Regions from separate parts of the Canis lupus genome. Here region 1 is linked to region 2. A link is a contact called in public Hi-C data. All regions are on one chromosome and are shown on one strand. Each heading gives the region's core, a stretch centred on a gene start, on an enhancer-like site or on the middle of the called end of the contact. The rest is flanking DNA. Distances are from core to core; before and after follow the strand shown. Region 1 holds the start of NFIA (nuclear factor 1 A-type). Region 2 overlaps NFIA (nuclear factor 1 A-type).

Region 1 (2,700 bases), core at 128-2,627, 360 kb before region 2:
TCAGCAAAAAACATCCAAAGCTACTTAACTGACGCAAAGCAAACAAACGCAATAGCCCTGGTTGTGATGCTTTCCATTTAAAGGGACACTCCCTTCCTTTAGAGTCGCCTTCCCCGCACCACCACTGCACCAAGGGCTAGTCTGTTGTTTAAAACAAACACTTAAAAGGTTGACATTGAGATGGTATTAAAGAGCCTGGGTTAATGAAATAAGATGAATCAGTTAGGTGAAGCACTTAATGTTCCAATAATTACATTAACAGCCTCCCCCTCCCCATTTCAACCGTCCAAACCCAGCCCTTCTCTTGGGGCGATGGGATGGGGGGTGGGGGCGGGGGAGGGCGTCAAACTTTGTGGAATCCCGGTTTTGTAAGGATATTGACACAATAGATGCTTGGCAATTAAGCTAGAATTCCACTGCATCTCCCCCCTTTAAAGGGACAACTTTATTTTTGAGGGAGCCCACCTAACAATTTTATGTTCAGTCATCTGCAGAGAGCAGAACCGGCCGGGCTTTTCCTTTCGGAATCTAAAGTAGAAGCTTTATTTCACTGCAAGTTCTCTGTGACATTTTGCACTCTCGTGATTTAATGCACCAAAGAGGATCTTTAACTCTTGGTCTACACAGTGCAAATAAAGGTTAAATCTCTCACTAACCATCATGAACTAGCCTAATAACTCACGAGAGGCTATGGAAAAAGAAACCGAGAGAGCAGCTGTGCAGACTTGATTAAAACGTACAAAACCCGCACAACCGCAGGCAAAGGTCCTGCATCCTCACATAGTCCTAGTACCGGCTGCGAGGTCCGCAAGCAGGGGAACTTCCACCGCGCCAAAAACACGATCCTGCGAGCAGGGCCTAGTAACACTGGAGCTTTTCTTCCGAACGGTGTGCCGACCGGAGCCTGCGCTGAATCCCGGGGCTCCTATTGGCCACGCACCGTGGGGGAGGAGGAGACTGGCGGGCAGGGAGCCGGGAGGAGGGGAGAAGGGGGCAAGGCCTGGTCCCTGCCCCCTCCCCGCCCCCTCCGCAGGCTGCCGCCGGCGCCTAGTGCGTGGTTACTATGCAAATTGCAGCGATTGCGGAAATAAACAAGGGGGTAGGGAGAGGAGAGAGGGACTGCGAATCGATTGCAACTTCTGCAAAGTCTCGTACAATCCAAAGCACACAAGGCAAAACCAGAGAGAATCTGAGAACCAGCCAGCCCGGGTTGGATTGCTATCAAAAGAGGAGAGAGAGAGAGAGAGAGAGAGAGAAAGAGTGAGAGAGGCAGAGAGCGCGCATTGCAATTGCAAAAGCCTTCTGATTTGGAGTTAAAAAAAAAAAAAAAAATCTCCAAGAAGCCTGCAATTGGCCAACAGCTTTAAAAAAAAATCTCTTCCGGGTTTTCAACGGTTCCAAGTTTATTTAGATTTTTTTTTAATGCAAAAAAGGGGGACAACAAATGAAGCCATTCGTCTGAACATTTTAAAGTTTCTCACGTACTCTTTTTACATTGCAATGGTACGTGGTACATCTTAAACTTTCTATTTTGCGTTTATACGATGTGTGTTTTATAAACAACAATAATGGTAGAATGATTTTGTTTAATGGCTAAGACTTTAAAATTTCTCTGGCTTGCATATGCATTTAAGTGATTGCTGGGTGAATGTTTATTGTGATGGTTTTGTTTTAAAGACGTAGCTTTGTGGATGGCTTTTTTTTTTTTTTTCTATGTGCATCAGAGACCGGGTTTCCTTTTTTTTTTTTTTTTCCTCCCCGAGATTTGAAAAAATTGCTGAGCTTGACAGATTTTTTTCCTCCTAGCGCTTGCTCGGTTCCAGAAAGGGGGAAAAAAATCCTGTACGTGCTCTGTTCTGTAAAAAGACGTCTGGCCTCAGCAGTCAACCTAACTCGAAAAGAAATGTCTGGACCCGGAGAATAATTGACGATTCGATCCTCTAATCAATGGTACAACATGGGAGATTGACAAAAGCTTTATCCAATCGTGAGGAAGCCTGGGTGTACAATGGTTCTCAGTAGCCAGAGGGGGCGGGGCAGAAAAGATCTAAAGTTCTCTGCGGCTCTGAAGGGGATGGTGTGGTTCAAGCTGTCAAAGCTACAAGCTCTTCCGGATTTAGCAAGCACAATAGGAAAGAGTTTTTGAGTTTAAGAAAAAAAAAAAAAAAACTGGGGGAATTTTTGCATGAATTGTAATGCTTTCCTAATTGCCTTTCGGAGAAAGTTAGAAAAACTCTTCTAGGGAAATATTAACTTTGCATTAATTATTATTTTTGAATTCGGGGAAGCTTTTAACTGTTGTGCAAGGGGAGGTTCAACTTTTAAAAATGCGTGGCTTAAAAACTTGCCTGAACTATCCAGGACGGTACTGAGCTTTGGAAAGTCACATATTGGATAGGCAGCATTACAAACTTCCCTGGTTATCTTAGAAGCTTTGACTTTTCAAGTACTTTGCAGGAATAGGCAAGCCTCTCCTCCTGAACTCTAAACAGTAGTTTTAGGGGAGATAGAATGTTTCACAGGTGGATTGACAGCTGTTTTATACATTTGAAAGGAGGAAGGGGAGAAAGTGTTTTTTTCTCCACTCTTCTTGAATTCTGCTGTTTAAATATATGGTCGGTACCAAATAGGATATTAAGGCTGGCCAAGTTCACATTTGTTCTTGTTACCACAACAACCCCTGTGGAGGGTGTGTGTGTG
Region 2 (2,700 bases), core at 109-2,608:
GTGGGGGGCAAGGGGAAGCCTTGGTCAAGTAGCTGGGTTAATTGTCATGAAGATTAGTGTGATGTTGAAATAAGTACTAATGGTCAAATTACAGGAGTGAAAAAGTTTAAGAATAGGTTTTGGTTTGGGCCTGAAAGGGTTAATTAAGTTTTTTTCATGGGTTATTAAAGACCCCCAACCCATGCCTTCAGGAGTCATATTGACACCACACCACAGGGCAACTCGCTTCTCTATTGATATGTTGCTGGTCAGAGCACAATAGCCTTCTGTGTCTGAAAATCATTGCTAAAATCATCTCAAGGAAAAAAAAAGTTTGAAAGCTCTAACGGTAGACAAAAGCCCAAGAGCTGCAGTGCGCAGCTCAAAAACCCAGAGTCAGCAACTTCTATTGATTAAAAACTAACCTTTAAAGTAACTCTGAGAGTGTGTGGTTAGCATTTAAATTTAAACATGTCATGAGTTGATTTGTGTTACTGAATACCAACTCAGAAGGAGTAACATTCACATCGCATTTTTTTTCTAATTCCCTTAAGCAGCTAAAGTATTTCATGAAATGTCAATAGGGCAAAAAAGAAAAAGTGGAGGGGGGGGGAATGCTAGGCCTTGTGGTTTTCTTTCCCATGCAAATATTCACACACACACCCCCGAAAGAAAAGTGTGGAGAGTGAAACACAATAATTAGTCCTTTGTCTAACTTTCCCAAGTGCCAGAGAAAGACAGATTAATTAAATATACAACAGTGTTGGTTTTTGGAGTGGGGGTCTCGCTTGCCGTGTAGGTCATAAATTAGGCAGAATAAATACTTCAATGTGTTTGCAGTGGGCTTGCTACGTCAGAGCCACTGGAAGGTTGGTGGGAGGAGAGCGGAGGGTTTCTTGCTAATGATAGTCACGTCTGGGTCTGTCTGGTTGCTCTTAGCAACCAGACATGATGTAACACCAGGATGAACTTGAACTTGGGGGACTTGAAAAGAGAACAATAGACCAGAGCAATCAATAAAGCCTATTTCAGTGAAGGATTACAGAGCTGCTCTGGGGTAACCTTGTCGGCAAGGCGCACACTGAATAGTAAGATGTGTGAAGAAACTTTTTTTTTTTTTTTTTTTTTTGCTTTGCTTTTTAAGAGAAGTGCAGAGGCACTGCAGATTTTTGTAGTGCACTGAGGTTGTGTCCAGAAACTGTGGTATGGAAAACTGCTCCCCCTGCTGACTCACTGGGTCCCCCGTGTGTGCTTCAAGAGCTACTATGCAGCGTCAGATTGAAGAAGGCTGGAATTTCACCACCGACTTAGAAAGTGTGAGGACAGAAATGCCGTAAGCGTTACTCGCCGCACCCAAACTTGGATACTGTTTTGATAGCGAGAGATGAGACGGAGGCCGTAGCACGCACGGATCAGTGGGCTACTGGGAGAAGCCTCCTGGAAATACAGCTTGGGGCTTGCCACCCCTGTCCTTTCTCCCCCCACCCCCCTCCTTTTGTCCGGTTAGATTTAGGCCATTTGTATTTGCCAGGATGATTTCCTTTCGGGACACAAGAGGCTTTATTGTGTTCCTCCAAGCATGTGGTCAAAGAAGAATATCTAAAAGTTACACAGGATGAGTAGTTTTTCGATTCAGGCCTGGCTTTTTCAAGTCCTCTGGAAATCAGAGGTAGCTTGTGCGACCAGGAAATCTCATACCCACCTCCACGTAGCTATCATTTTGCCACATCCCCCTGGGATCAGAGGCTGTCCTTTACCTAGTTGAATCTCTTGGGCACCAATGAAAGTCTGACTGAACCCACTCAAATGTACCCCTTTCTGATACTGCCAACTCCATTTTCAGAGACATTCACTTTTGCTAGAAGTTGGTGATTTTTCTGTGAATGATGATGAATGTGGTGAATTTGGCAGGGCATCTCTAGGGAGAAGTTGGCAAAAGCTAAACACTTCTGTTTCACTTGAGAAACCAACTCTGATATTAGACCATAACTGGTCACTTTGGTTAGCCAACAGAGAAAGAATTGCCAGCATATAAAGTGATGTTATCCAAAGCCAATCACCTGAGGATTTTTGAAAGGAAAAGGTAACTGGTAACTGGGCCCAGCAGGCATATGGCAGGCTCTAAATAAGTGCTGATTGAACATAAACAAGAACAGAGGCTATGCAATGGCCTCATTTATGTCCTTTGGACATCATGGCAGTTAATAGGGTGAAATCTTGATCCCACTTGATTATTATATATCATTTTTGATAAATTATCTTAGAAACACTGAGCCAAAGGAGCATTTTACCTCATAAAATCTATCTCAGGCACACATAAAGGAAACTGGGTATCAAGGAGGTGCTGTGACTTGCCCAAATCCTGCAGAACTCTTCATACAGCACTTTTTCTACTTCACCGCCCCTATTTTTCTATCACTATTGATCATCTGCGCCTGTTCAGAGAATGTCACAATACCATCTTTAGTGCCTACATCTCATTGAAAAGGAGATGTGAAAAATCATCAAAGTAGACATTGATTGGCACAGGAAACCTCTTCCCTCACCCATTGTCCATTTATTCGACACTTCTTTGTTGAGAACCTTCTACTCCTGGCACTGTGCTGGGCACTGAGGGCTCAGTGACAAGATGATCAAGCTTCTTGCCCTCCTATAACTGCCCCCACCAGACTGCAAAACATATATATATATATATATATATATATATATATATATATATAT

The links. Hi-C and Micro-C count contacts between places; a contact is called where the count stands out from the background.
Region 1: a contact with region 2 is called in a Hi-C map of skin fibroblasts, with 2.6 times the contacts expected there. The contact joins the promoter of NFIA here to the enhancer-like site in region 2. A contact is called at or near these places in 2 of 9 Hi-C or Micro-C datasets (amygdala and skin fibroblasts).

The regions. Positions count from the first base shown.
Region 1 is chr5:49,210,163-49,212,862 of UU_Cfam_GSD_1.0, reverse strand. It overlaps NFIA (nuclear factor 1 A-type), which reads left to right and starts at 1,377. Exons shown (of 12, transcript XM_038537347.1): 1 at 1,377-1,503. The coding sequence starts at 1,423. LOC102154089 (a long non-coding RNA gene) reads right to left here. Exons shown (of 3, transcript XR_005359684.1): 3 at 1,738-2,700.
Region 2 is chr5:48,846,044-48,848,743 of UU_Cfam_GSD_1.0, reverse strand. All of the region lies in intron 11 of NFIA (nuclear factor 1 A-type), which reads left to right. Among named protein-coding and RNA genes, the nearest start is that of TM2D1, 220 kb to the right of the region's middle. Within about 2 kb of position 1,358, at least 6 of the 20 cell types and tissues checked have an H3K27ac peak or open chromatin away from gene starts, as enhancers often do.